2 separate regions of the Rattus norvegicus genome follow, and region 1 is linked to region 2. The links are chromatin contacts, called in public Hi-C maps. All regions are on one chromosome and are shown on one strand. The core of a region is the stretch at or near the end of the contact, and the rest is flanking DNA. Distances in the headings are between cores, read along the strand shown.

Region 1 (7,396 bases), core at 3,024-5,523, 260 kb before region 2:
AAACTTAACACAGAAATATTAACTGTTTAAGCTAAAATTATTTTATTATTTTTTGTACGGAGTATAAACATGCCTGGAGCAAAATCATACACACTCACTGGATTTTTGTGTGTATTGTGTTATATGCGTGTATGTATGTGGTATGTGTGTGTATGCACATGTGTGCATGTGCACATGTTCATACATGGATATATGAGTGTGGAATCCAGAGAATGATGTCAGTTATCTTTCTCCGTTGCTTTTTTTTTTAAAAAATATTTTCTTGGATATTTTATGTATTTACATTTCAAATGTTATTGCCCCTCTCTCACACTCCCTCCCCCTCCTTATGCTTCTATGAAGATGCTTGCACTCCCACCCACTCACTCCCACCTCAATGCCCTGGCATTCCCCTACACTGGGGAAACAAGCCTTCACAGAACCAAGGGCTTCTCCTCCTATTGATGCTGGACAATGCCATCCTCTGCCACATATGTGGCTGGAGTCATGGGTCCCTCTATGTGTACTCATTGGTTGGTGGTTCATCCCTGGAAGCTCTGGTGGAGTCTGGCTGGTTGATATTGTTGTTCTTCCTATGGGGTTGCAAACCCCTTCAGCTCCTTCAGTCTTTCCTCTAACTCTTCCATTGGGGGTTCCCTTGTTCAGTCCAATGGTTAGCTGCAAGGATCCTTATCTGTATCAGTAGGGCTCTGGCAGAGTCTCTCAGGAGACATCCATATCAGGCTCCTGTCAGTAAGCACTTCTTATCATCAAAATAGTGACTGGGTTTGGTGGTTGGATATGGGATCCCTAGGTAGGTCAGTCCCTGTTCTACTCTTTCTCCCTGTATTTCCTTCCATGAGTATTTTGCTCTTATCTTAAAAAAAAAAAGTATTTATTATGTAGTGTTCTGCTTGCATGTATGCTTGCTTGCCAGAAGAGGGCACCAGATCACATTTTAGCTGGTTGATGACTCACCAGGTGGTTCCTGGGAGTTGAACTCAGGACCTCTAGATCAGCTGGTGCTCTTAACTCTGAGCCGTCTTCCCGGCCCTACTCTTATCTTTTAAGGCAAGGTTTTTCATTGAATCTGAAGTTTATGGATTTGGCTAGGCTGCCTTCCCCAGCTAGCTTCAGGAATCTGCCTGCTCCTGTTTCCCCAGTGCTGAGAACACAGGCACCTAATTCTTGATGTGGATAGTGAAGATAAGACAGGTCCTCTGACCTGTACAAGAAGCAAGTTTATGGACTGAACCATTTCTGTAGCACCTACATTAGATTTGGGGACAAAGAGTTACCAAGGCAGAGGCTGAATTAAAGAGCAGCAAGAATAGTCACGAGCGACAGTTGACTGAATTTACCAAGCCTTTGCTGTGTGTCCCATTCAGTACTGTGCATCTGGAACTCTGTTGGCAGGGCAGTCCTGAGATGAAGGAGCCATGTCTATAATGAGACTACAAGTTTACATTTAAAAAAAAATTCAAGGAAAAATACAGTCACTTGACCATAGACACCTAGCAACGGATGAAGCATTTCCACCCTGGATTTGTGTCTACTGAGAAGTCATAGTTTTCACTTGTATGTCTTAGCATAAGGTATCCAAGAGACCAGACCTTTAGAGAAGAGTGACTTCCACTAGGCTGAAATTGTATTTTGAGGTTTTTATCTTCCCAGTGGGCTCGTAGCTACCTCATCTTTCCTATTGTTTCTGCTTCTCAGATGAGCCCCTCCCCCATTCATTGGCAGGCTCTTTGTATAAATTAACACTTCACACACAGAACACGCTCATCTCTCTTGCCTTCCAAGGGGACATCATGGTTGAAGCCCTGCTCTCTTTTCTGCTCTACCTCCATGGTGATTTACCTTCCTGCCAGCCTAGCTCTTTACCACCTTCGGTGCCTCTTTAATTCTTTTATTGTGGCTCCTACTTTTTAAACACATTTCTTTTTGGCCTCACATGACTTTTTAATTCTCAATTGCTATTTTAAAAGTCTTAAATTATTTTTTGTTTTAAATTTAGGTGTATGTGTGTGAGTGTCTCTCTGTATTTATGCCACATGAATTTAGGTACCTCAAGAGACCAGAAAAGGGTTACAGATCTACTGGATCTGAAGTCACAGGTATCTCTGAAATCTCTTAATGTGGCGCTGGGAATCAAACTGAGAACCTATGGAAGAGCAGCAAATACTCTTAACTGCTGAGACATTTTTTCACACCCCACCCCATCACTTGATAAGTTTCCAAACTTATCCCATTGTCTTTTATTCTTAACTTTCTTTCCTGAGAAAGAAACGAAAACCGTGACTTCACAGGAGGACTTCTGTCTTAGCCAGTGTTCCACTACTAGGAAGAGACGCGACAACCCCAGCAACTCCTACAAAAGAAAGCATTTCATTAGGGCTGGCCTAATTTAGAGGTTTAGTACCTTGTCTTCCACATGGTGATATTGGGAAGCATGGTGGTATGCAGGCAGACATGGTGTTGGTGAGGGAGCTGGGAGTTCTACATCAGGATCCTCAGGTAGCAGGAAGAGAGAGAGAGGCACTGGGCTTGTCGTGAGCGTTTGAAATCTCAAAGCCCGCCTCCAGGGACAAACTTCCTCCAACAAGGCCACACCCACTCCAACCAGGCCAAACCTACTCCAACAAGGCCACACCCACTCCAACAAGGCCACATCTCCTAATAGTGCCATGACCTGGGGACCAAACATTTAAATCTCCTAGCTCATGAGGGTCTTTCTCGTTCAAACAACAACTTCCTTTCTGTGTATCCTGCTGGAATATTCTACTGAGACTGGGTTTTGGGGTGTTTCTACGAGTTTAAAGAGTTTTGTTTGTTTGTTTTTTTTTTTAACAGAAAATTAAGAAATGACAAATCAAGGGCTTCCAGACAGGCTTTATTTAACATAAGTATTTATCTGAGATTCTTGAAGATCTCTATGATAAAGATTTTTTGTCTCAAATGCCTTATTTTGAGAAATCTATAGTGGAATTATATTTAGGTCATTTTTTTAAGTCTAAAAAATAATCTTTGAACTGTATTTTTCGATAATCAGAACTGAATGTTATTTCCATTTAGAGTCACAAACATTTATTATTCATTAACAGAAATCCAGGCAATGCATATGATATAATGATAGATATTCTTACTCGATTTTATGACCTAGAGTACATTAAAGAATACAACATTTTCTTTGGTGACCAGCGACAAGAGGAGAGAGTTTGCTCTAATGAGAGGAAAACAATCTAGAAAATGTCAACAGAGGAAGTCTTGGCTTGATGTGGTGGGAGTAGAGACTAGCCCCTTTGCCTGTCATCCAAGGTCACTTGCAATTTGAATTCTGGTTTTCCAGGTGTCTATCTTATGAACCTAGTACTGAAAGAAAAGCAGTATACTGGGTTAAACTTGTGTTTCTTCTTTCTCATTTTAGATCTTGGTTTCCAGAACATTCTTCCTTGTTGATCTTCAGAAACCTACCTCTCCTGTCTTTCTGTCCCAGCAGATAATCAGTTTGGAAACAGGGATAGAAAGAGCCTACCTTAGATTACCCCCCCCCCCTCTCTCCAAATTGTAATTTGATTTTCTACCAAGGTCTGACAAGTACAGTGAATAGGTTATTTGGTTGAAAGGAGACGGCTTGTAAGAAGACAAGAAATGAAGTCGGTGCATAGCTGGACTACACAGGGAAAATGGAGATGCCAGGGCAGAGGAAGAGACAGGCAGGTAGAGAAGAGGGAAGCCGGTGGACATCACTCAGTTCAAACAGCTATATTTTTTTCCTTACTGAAATACTTGCTGACATGCTGGTGACTTTGACCCTGGGAGAAAGAATCTGTTTACTTTTGCTTACAAGTTTCAAAGCTGAGTCTGAAGCAAACATTTATCGCCCCATGCAATGCCCACAGACAGTACTGTGTCAGAGGTTGTTTAGAAGTGTTTCAGAAACCCCAGGCTGTCTTCTGTCTTACCAATTTCCCAGTTATTCCCGAGAGTCTCTTTGACATTCACACTCTATCATTTTTGCCTAATTGGTGTTATTTGAAAGATTAAGCCCAATTCCTTTCATCATACCTGAAAGATTATATTTGAGACCAACATTTATTTTCATCTTGTGTACCTTTTTTTTTCCTTTCTAAATCAAATTGAGTATTTTCATAGAGGCTATCTTGTTTTTTATTTTTTTTTAATCCCCTCTAGGACAATTCTTGTTCTGATTGTTTCATGATGGGATTCTATGCAGAAGAAACCAAAGGCAAGAGTCAACGGTCGCTGGAGAACGAATGCACACAGCTCTTAGGCAATTTCTGCTAAGCCATCAAAGTTTAACTCAAAACTCATTGCCAAAGCCCACTGAAGCCAAAAGAGCTGAAGAGTTGTCTACTGCAGCCCACTCAGCAGTGCCTCCTGCAGCCCAAAGGAGGGACTTGTGGCCTGTTTTCCATTTTTTTGCTTACTCCAAGGTTCTAGTTTAAAGAACCCTGAAGTCTATCATGTTGGACCTTGCTCTTCTGGGATAGGGCCAATGTGGTCTTCCTCTTATGTCTTTTCTCGCTTTCATCCGAGCCCACTATGTGACTTCATTAATGTAGAAGATTCTGGAATTGCTTCCTCGATTTCTGCCATTGTGGGGAGATGTGTCTAGATTCTTTATCAGAAGCCACAGGGGTTGATAATATAGCTCTTTCCAGTCGTGTAAGCCATTAAGAATAAAAAGCTTAAGCATACTCAGAACTGCTTGGTAGCATTGAGATTAGATTGCTGGATTAGGAGGGGAGAAGGTAATTGTGGAAGTTAAGGTGGAGAGGAAGGAAACATTCAGGCAGAAGCATCTGCAAATATTCAGGTCCAAGAGACAGCAGGAGTGGAGAGAGATGAGGCAGTCAGGAAAGATGAGCCGAGCTAAGAAATGTGAGCTGTGAGCATCCGAGAGTGAGGGCAGCTGGCTCCACAGCGCTGGAATAATGACAGTTCATGCATGAGCTTAAGGATGCAAGCTGGTGGTCAAATCCAGTCACAGCCCAAGTGAGGCAACTGGAAGCTTGAGTAGAGCTGCTAAGGGAACTGAGAAGCTCCGGGTGGAGAGTCTTCCTTACAGCTGATAGCTAGTGGCCCTCCATCAGCCATGCCTAGGCAAGCTGACAGGAGGCAGCCACAGTGCTCAAAAGTACTTAGGTTCTTATGTCTCTGTATCTGAGGCTCTGGTGGAGCATCAAGGAGGTTGGAGGCTCATCAGCTGAGTGTCGTCTTTGGCTGCTGGCTCTTGGCCAGGCCTCCAGCTAGGACTGGCAGACAGACTACCTGGATGAAACATTTTCAAGTTGCCTAGGCTTCCTCACAGCATGGCAGCTGAGTTTCAGATTTTTAAAGGGCAGGAAAGAGAGGTGGCCATTTTGTTCTGTTTCTAATGTTCCAACTAAGGAGAGAAAACTTAAGATTTTCTACTTCTTTTTGAATGGAGTAATGGAGAATTTGGGAGCCATTGAAAATTATTATGTGCTAATTAGAAATATGTCATCTCCTCAGGCAGGCACAACTCTTTAGGCAAACACATTTCTTCAGGCAAAGAAGATGCTTCTATTTCCAGACAACAGTATTTCTGTATACCAGTTAAATTCAACTCTACTATTTTCGTTTGTGAGGTTCAGAATGTGTACAACCACACACGAAAACCCTGGGCTTAAAAAAATCACAAGTACTCACTTTGTTTTCATCACTTGTCAAAAGCAAAAGGAAAGGACATTTCTTCAATACAGTTTCCAGCTTTTTCCTCATCTGCACCCCCTGCCCACCTCCAATCCCCATTGACTCCATTAAATTAAAAGGTACTCTTACCATGTGACTTTTGCTGGCCCTGGACTTTCTGGTTGGTCAACTTAAAACTGTCTTGATAGTGTCAATCAACCACTATTGTCTTGTCTATCTACTCATTCTCATCCTTTTCTCTCATCTCTATCTGGATGATATGCCTAGAAGTATAAGGCTGAAGAATAAGGGAACCATTGCTTTATGAAAGCCCAGTGCTAATAATTAGTTTTCTTTTCTTTTTTTATCTCTTTGGTGGGGGCAAGTATCTTCAAAGTGATTGTCATCCTTTCTCCTAAAATCTTCCCAATTTCAAATGTTTATCATTGAGCGATTTCATAGGAATTAGTTTAATCACATATGATGACTGCTTAAATCTCTGCCTTTGTTTTCCTGAAGTATCCAGCATGAGAAGAAGGTGGACTAGGCGATGAGCAAGAAGTAGTTGTTGAGAAAAATTCCACAGGACTATGTATAAGTAAAGGCCAGGGAACAGGCTGGGGAGGTACATTCCTGATCCCAGAGAGGAGTCTCCAATGGTGACAGAGAACAGAACTGTGTTCTGTCCCAGCACCAACTGTAGGGAAAGGCACGGGGAGCTAAGGGCCACTTGAGTATGACACAGGTAGATGAGGAGGTGAGAGGGAGAAAGATGGGACCACCACTTGAGCCTTCAGAGCATAAGACTAACCTGGATATTGACCACTGGAGGATTCTAAAGAAACTCATCCCATTCCCTGCACACTAATTACAGCCTAAAGCTGATGGATACAGGATGCAGACGTTTCCCGTTCCCAGGGCCTTGCGTTTGCTAGGCAAGCGCTCTACCACTGAGCTAAATCCCCAACCCCAACGTTTCCCGTTCTTAAATGTTGACTTTTGGACAACTGTGAGTGAAATCAGATAGTGGTAGATATAGGCACAGTGGTATTCAAACAAAGGCTTCTCTCTACCAAGCACTGTGGCCAAATTCAGTTTGCTCTGGGCATTCATTCTCTTTATGACCCTGAAAGATGCTCTCTGCCTGATCTGTCAGCTTCCTGTGACAGTGGTTCTCAACCTATGGGTCTCGACCCCTCTGGGTCCATTTGTAACAATGAAAATACCAGATATTTACATTCAATATGGGTATTTACATTAAACGGCATTCTGCATATCATATGTTTACATTAAAATCCACAATAGCAGTAAAACCACAGCTATGAAGCAGTGATGAAAATAATTTATGGTTGGGGGTCACCACAGCATGAGGAACTGTATTAAAGGGTCACAGCATGAAGAAGGTTGAGAACTATTTTCCTAGGAATATAAAGAAGACTTTAAGGTTAGGGCCTATGGTTTCCAGGACAGTGGCAGTCAAGGCTGAAAAATTTGCTGTGCCCTCGCTTAGGTTGCCTATGGGTTGCAGAAGGGACAGGAGAGGTTTTTGTCTAAATACGTGGATTTTAATTTATGGCCTCCCACTCCCTCAACCCATTGTGTACTTCACTGCCGCATTGTTGGTCACTAGATGGGACCTGATGGGTCCATTTTAATCCTTCTATGCCTTTTTTTTTCAAAGACCTACTTAAAGAAATGTGGAAAGGACTGGATTTTAAAGGATCTTTCTACTGTT
Region 2 (7,289 bases), core at 1,441-3,940:
TCTGGGGTTCAACTCTGTCTTTTTTTTTTTTTTTTCGGAGCTGGGGACTGAACCCAGGGCCTTGCTCTTGCTAGGCAAGTGCTCTACCACTGAGCTAAATCCCCAACCCCTCAACTCTGTCTTAAGGATACTTCTGTCTTCAGATTCACTTTTGGTCTTCTTAATCCAAACAGGGATATGGTGCCCAGATGTATCTCTATTTCTCTTCATCTTCCTTTTTAGGCATATTCTCTCTCTCTCTCTCTCTCTCTCTCTCTCTCTCTCTGTTTTTTAAACATTGAATTTTATTTAGTAACTTATCATTCTTTGGTTCACTAGCTTCTTTTTTTTCAATCTGGCTGTGATTTCATTAATCTCTTGGTCCAGAAAGCAATAGTTGATTGTAGAGGGAAAAAAACACAGAGGAACAAAACCCAGCCCAGATTCAATTTGGGAGTGACTCTGATGATCAAAGAAGAAATGAGATCTGTGAACCATGAAAGATAAGAACTCAGACAAGGCTGATATTCATGACCTTGCTCTGTGTTAAATGTCCAGAACATCATAGTCAGTGGAACTGCAGTTTGCGTCCTCTTGTTCTGATGAGAACAAGAGGAAAAGGATTGAAGGAAAATATTATTCCATAAATTAGATGACAGGTCTTTGACTTGAAACTATTTAAATCTTAGATTTTGTCTAAGCGGAGCTGATCTCAAATCGATGACAATCCCAGTGTCTTTCAGGGTTAATGAAATCGAAGCAAAGTTGCAATTTGTTTTCATTTCAGGAGCCATCAGACAAAAGTCGCTGAGGGCTTCCATAAAAATCTAACCTTACCTGTTTGTTTCTCAGACACCCTGCAGACAGAACAGGGAGCATAATTCCAGTGGGCTGTGTCCTGTCGTATTAAGCAAGAACAGGATGCCGCGATCATGACAGGGCCAGGTCGAGAGTGAGACACAGGAGCCGATAACTTCACAGGGCCTGGGATCAACGGTTTGAAGGGCCACATGGAGGAATTACAGTGGCCCATTGATTCACACAGACTTAAAAGAATGGTTGCAAACCCTCAGAGGAGGCCATATGCTGAATGATTTGTGGTAAACCTCAGAGGAGGGCACAGAACAAACACAGTCCTGGAATGCAGCATTACCCCCAATCCAGGTGACAGGAATTTCTTGAGGCTTTCCAGTCACCAAAGGGGCATATGTCTCAATGTCTGATATGAGGCACAATGCAAGTTAAAATGCGAAGTCTCTTGGCCGGAAGTGATCTATTCAGACGAAACTGATAAAATAGTATTTTTAAAAACACTGTGATAAAGAATCTTTGCCTCTGCCATCATAGCTCTGAATAGAGCTGACATCTTGGTACTTTAAACCAAAGCTACTTGGCTGCAGACTTGGTCTGAAATTAAGTTGTTGTTCTAGAAGCTTCTTCAGAAATATTTATCAAAAAATATACTGAGGCATGACAGATGGTATTGTAACAAGGCATGTTTGAATATAAAGCATGTCTGGACTTCTCCTTCCTCTATGCATAGGAAAGAATTGGGCCTATAATTGCTGGCTGGTAACCTTGCTTCTGCAATATGGAGCCATGATGGATGGTTTCCTTTGAACAAGTCTGACTATTTATTATGTATTATTTTCATCATCATTCTTTTGTCTAGCTCAGAGTAGAGATTATAGTGGTTTCCATCGTAATTTCTTATTTTTCTTCATTTACAGCTCTGAGAAATGAGCTGAAATCATTAATGAGGACACTAAAGGACACTTCAGTTCTACCGTGCCCACCCATCTGGCTCTGTCTGACACAACGAATGGAATTATCAAGCCAATAATACATCTTTCTAGGAGATGGAGAGATGGATTCCCAAGGCATGGGCCTTCTGCCATAATTTCATGCTACATCCATTGGCCATAGTTTTACAGTTGTAAATTCTGTTAGGGTGGAAGTTGGTGTCCTGTTAATGCATCCCATCGACTCCCTTGTCAGCACTGGTCTTCTTGCTAATGGTTGAGCAAAACAGGCTTCAGAGAAAGGACTTTGTTCTATTTGTAGGAAGGTCAGGTTTGAGTCTACAGAAGGGAGCGTGGTGGTAAATGCCTATAATCCCAGCACTCAGGAGTCAGAGGAAGTTGGATTAGAAGGAAGTTCAAGGTCATCCTGGGCTACATAGTTTGAGGCCAGCCTGGGCTAACAGAGACCTATCCAAAACAAAACAAGTTGTTGTAGACGTCTATGGCTTTCCCCAATATTGTGTTTTCCTTCTGATCACTTTATGAGTTTGTTGTTAATATTTAATATTCTAAAAAGATTTAACTCTGACACAGAACTTTTTAACATGTGATAATGAATTCAGCCAGAGAAGTTGATAGGAAGTGATGACATGCCAGGAAAACATTTAATAACATTAAGATAAGGGGCAGAAGAAAAAGAATGGGATGGCACAGGACTCGATTAAAATATCAACAGAAGAACAGCACACTTAGTTTGAGCTCCAGCCCACAAGTGAGGCTCCTTGGATTTCAGGGTGGGGTTTCTCTTCCCTCAGGTTGGCTGTGATGTACGTTGGTGGGTTGTGCAATTCAGACTTTGGTGGAGGGCGATGCTGGACCAGTGACAGCTGCCTCACCAGATAGCCAATGAGAGCTGGGAACGATTGCATCATTGGCTGCCAGGAGGGAATGTGAATTCTGTCCTCCCTGCCGCCTGGGTGACTTTGGCACAGAGTCCCCACTACAATAGAAATCTTGGACACCACTGGCTGAGAGTGCCTCTGGGTATGGAAAGCTTTGAGGAATTCGGTACCCTTGACTTTGACTGTTGTTCATGATTTAAGTGTCTCATTATGTACATTTGGTCAAAGTGAAAGGATGGAAACTTCATACTTCTGTGTTGTTTTCCTTGTAAATCAGGCCAATGGGTAACTTCCAAATCAATAGTCAGTAGCTGTTTTGTAATCTGATTCTGAATGTGATGGCTGAGCATCTTAAAAAGATAACTTCTCTGCCCCAAATTTTTAAGGGATTGTCAATCATTTACTGATGGTTGATTGTTAACTATACAACTAGTGCACACTTCCTTAGGATAGTGATATTCTTTTCTATTTTTCTCTGAATGTTACAAACAGAATTCCAGTAAAAACAAACCTTCCAAGAAACATAAGAAAGCTCCAATGTAGGAGGAAGGATCTGAAAAAAAAAAAGCATGCTGTTGTAGAATGACCATGAGCCCCAGAATCTGTGAAAGTTCCTCCTCTTCCTCCTCCCCCACCCCCTTGCTCTTTTGCATTTATTAAAATCTGGCCTCTGCCTGAATCTGTTAAGAGTGACCTCTGCTGTTCAGCAGCAGTACTACAATAATTCAGAGATGATAGCAATTAGGCTTCCTTGGATAAGGGAGAATGGACAAACTGGAGTTTATGTGGAAAATTGAAGTGGAGTGACTTACTTCAAAACTATCTGTTTGCAAAGGAAATCACAACGTAGGAATTTCCAATTCATCCCAGAGAAGAGTTTCAATGTTTGTCTCATTGCCAAAGTTGTTTGGTGCTCAATATTATCTTTGATGCTGTCCTCCAGATGGCAAGGGCTAGTTAGAACTAGGAAGTCAACAAGATCTCAGAATGACACAGATCATTTTCAGTCTAGAACATATGACATCATTACACATCACTAATTTGTCTGGGTCACCTGAAATAACACCTTGCCATTCTTGAAGGAACAACAAAATGTCGTAATGTTATATGCCTTGAGATGGAATAGTTCTCTTATTGACTGTGAACAGTGGTACTGATGGAACTAGGATTTCTGGCATCTAGTGCTGTACTGAAAGTATTTATCTATGTATTGTGTAAGACAAGTGTTACAGAGGCATTTGTAGCATCCTGGGGAACTGTTCGTTTCGAATAGTGAGGCAACCAAGATGTCCCCTTGTCTCAGGATGGGTACTTCCCTGTCTAGTATGTATGAGTTGAGAGAGAACTGAAAGACCATCATTTAAATAATTTTCATTTCCTCTGAAATGAAAGTAAAAGACTCGTCAGTGAGTAATTTAACTCCTTTAGGGATAAATATTAGCTGCTTTAATTATGTAGCTAACATCTTAGCTTTTGGTTGTGATTCCTATGTCCCTGTCTACAGTCATACTACTTGAAACATGCCAGATCTCATCTGATTTCTCAGCTTAGAAATATTGATTGCATAACTGTCATCTGTCTAGATATGTATATTATCATATAGTAAATGTGACCTTCAGAATAAAATTTTAGCAGGTACAGGTTCCTCCAACATATTTATGGTCACAAATAAGAAACCTCATTTCTCTGCATCTCAGCTGCCACAGCTGTAATGCAGGTTTGCATAACACCTACCGTCAAGGAAAATTTTAAAAGACAGGACAAATGCAGACAGAATGACCTGTTATAGCCAGCAACCATTGTCTTCTCCCAAACATGTCTGAAATCCATTACCGGACTGGCTAGGTTCTAGCTCCTTTCCCATAATGTAAACAGTACAACGAGCCACTGTGTACTGGTCCAGTAGAGAAAAGAACCAGTCGAATTCTAGTTGTCTTGTTTCATTTAGGTTAACTAGTTCTGCAAGCAGCTTAGCAACACCCCCTTGGCTTCTATTTTTTTTCTATCCTTTAGGCTGATAATTCTTGTTTTTATAACTTGAATGAGTTTTTCTTTTTTAATCCCCTTAGTTTCCTTAATAATGGGCTATATAAAGCTTGGCACATGCTTATTATGTATTTGTATAAAGATTATGTTTTTAGCATTTTAAAAATTGGGTTGTGTCAAAGCAGCTTGAAGAATTTTTGTCGAAACTAAATGAGGGAGGACCAGGAGAGAGACTTCTTCTCTGTGACTACCAAATGATTTCACTCCTTCTTCTCTCTCTCTCTCTCTCTCTCTCTCTCTCTCTCTCTCTCTCTCTCTCATCCTCCCTCTCTCTTTAATTTCTTCCCTCTCCCCTCCAGTGTTAAAGGGTAAGTAGACATATTGGCTGACTTTGGGATCTGGCAGGGATTCTAGGAAGAAGACCTTGTGATGACACTGTAGCAGATCCTGGTTGCCAACTTGGCATCCTCTCCTGACACCATTCCTCCCTTACCCCAGGTTGCTACAAGTGTCTACTTTTAGCTTATTGTCACTTTAAAATTATTTTTTCTTGGTTGTCCAGTCAAAAGAGGAGGCATTATCCCGTCATCTGGCATTTTAATATGCACCAAACACAAGGCACCGTGTTTGGAAAGGGGCTCTAAGAATGAGTGAGAAGAGACGATGGAGGGACCCTGCTGTGACTCCATTTTACTTGGCAGGATACCTCCTCACACTTTAAAGAAGTGAGACATGACCCATGTTGAATTCCTGTAGATATTTCCAGAAGAGCCTTAACTCTTTAACTCTTCGTAGTTGTAACTTTCAATTGAAATGAACTTACTTACCTTCCTTCCTCTTGACATAATCTTGAGGTCTCCTTATGACATTGCTTTGCCTCCCCACCCTGAGACTGAGAGACTGAGAAATTCCCACCACCAGATGCTACATAGCCATGCTTGGAGAGCACTTCTGCTACGACACTTGTCTCTCCTTTCAAACATCTTCATTGTGTCTCTCTCTGTTTGCTGAGTCTGTAAAGAGAATCAAAACCCCACGAAGATGTGGGTCCTGAGATGTGCTTCCTGTGCTAGGGCCTCAATTTGTTCTATGATCAAAAGACAATGGATTTGCCTTAGGTTCTGCTTTTGTAGCAGAGGGAGAGCCATAGATCTACTTAGAGCATATTGGATATTAAATTATCTGAGATGTGTAAGGTTCATAATAGCTGAAATTAAGTGCTTAATAAATGTTACCTACTACCCCATGGTTCACATATATGCTTATTTATTTTAATGCTAAGGATCAAACCTAAGGTCTTGTGCATACTAGTACTCTACCATTGAGTCACACGCCCAGTCTCTACCCACCCTGTGTTTTTCTTTTTGACATGTTTTCTACTAGAAATTATGTGGCTTGGGAAGAAGTCTGTCTTACTGATGTTTGCATCACTGGCTCCTAATGCAGTTCTGTATGTGTGTGTGTGTGTGTGTGTGTGTGTGTGTGTGTGTGTGTGTATGTAATTAATCATCGCCAGACATTCACACACCATTAACCCCTTGGCCTACTTAAAATGATCATTTTGTGTTTTATACATTCATTCTATAATCACAGATTTTCAAGCAAATGCATGACAGGTTAACTACGTTTTTTTTTTTTTCTCCCAGAAATACATTTATATCGGGCCCATCAGTATTAAACCTCTTCAGTTACCCACCTCAACACTATCATTATCATCACCATCAACAACTTATCACTTATTAAGAATGGACTAAAGGAGACAAAAAGTAATTATTTTCAGTTGTCTTATTCCAAAGCAGGATACCTTAGCGTGTTTTAAAAGCTAGCAGAAGGAAGATCACTCTCAGAACTTCCCTTGACACTTGTCCTTAAAGTAGGTTGGTAAATGGTCATTCCAAAGAGTCCCTGCACCCAAGTGCTTAGTCAGGAAGTACATTGTCAACCCCAATAGTCCCTGCAAGGCTTGGGAAAGATCGCGGAAGAGCAGAAAGCAATATTTAAGTGGCACAGGCAGGGAAAGATGGCTGAGAAGCAATGTCTTGGGACATGACGGGGTTGTCACACTTATTAATTCCCAGCACCCGTGTTGCTGGCATGAGATCTATACAACGTCAAGCAAATCAAGAGTCTGGCATGAAGAGAGCCCCACGAGTCCCACACCTAGCAGAGGAAGGAACTATTGGCAATTGATGACCGTGGTGGGAGAGTCACTTTTCTTCAACAATGTGAACCACGATATGTCGCCCATGCTTCACTGGATGGTGACCTTTGCACACACACACATATGGGTAGCATTAATTAAAAGAAGAAGAAGTAGAAGCAGCATGAAGTTGGGAGAGGAAGTTGGGGGGTCCTGGAGGAGCTAAACTGGGGAGATAAGGGGTATGATCTGAAATCATCATATTCGTGTATGAAATTCTCAAGAAGATACGTTAAATCCACTTTAATAAAGAAAGAATCATTAAAGGAATGGGCCAACAATCCACAGAGTTGCATGGAGAAAGCAGAGAATCCGAGCAAACAGGTAGGCCCAGGTTCTGTCCAGTTTTACCATATTTCTGGCTAGTTATACTTTTTCACAACTATTCTTTTTTTAAATCATGGTACAGGAAGCTATGCTTCCTGCCGTTTCTTTGAGTCTTTATTTCTGAAGGATTCTGTGCCTTTTACTTGGTGAGTA

What was found. Hi-C and Micro-C count contacts between places; a contact is called where the count stands out from the background.
Region 1: a contact with region 2 is called in a Hi-C map of liver, with 7 times the contacts expected there. The contact joins two enhancer-like sites. A contact is called at or near these places in 6 of 12 Hi-C or Micro-C datasets (the A7r5 cell line, Schwann cells, hepatocytes and 2 more).

What each region holds. Positions count from the first base shown.
Region 1 is chr7:29,000,883-29,008,278 of GRCr8, reverse strand. No RefSeq gene overlaps it. Among named protein-coding and RNA genes, the nearest start is that of Nedd1, 160 kb to the left of the region's middle. Within about 2 kb of position 4,273, at least 2 of the 93 cell types and tissues checked have an H3K27ac peak or open chromatin away from gene starts, as enhancers often do. A contact at or near this core is called in hepatocytes and liver, where this site is marked.
Region 2 is chr7:28,737,987-28,745,275 of GRCr8, reverse strand. No RefSeq gene overlaps it. Among named protein-coding and RNA genes, the nearest start is that of Mir135a, 240 kb to the right of the region's middle. Within about 2 kb of position 2,690, at least 2 of the 93 cell types and tissues checked have an H3K27ac peak or open chromatin away from gene starts, as enhancers often do. A contact at or near this core is called in hepatocytes and liver, where this site is marked.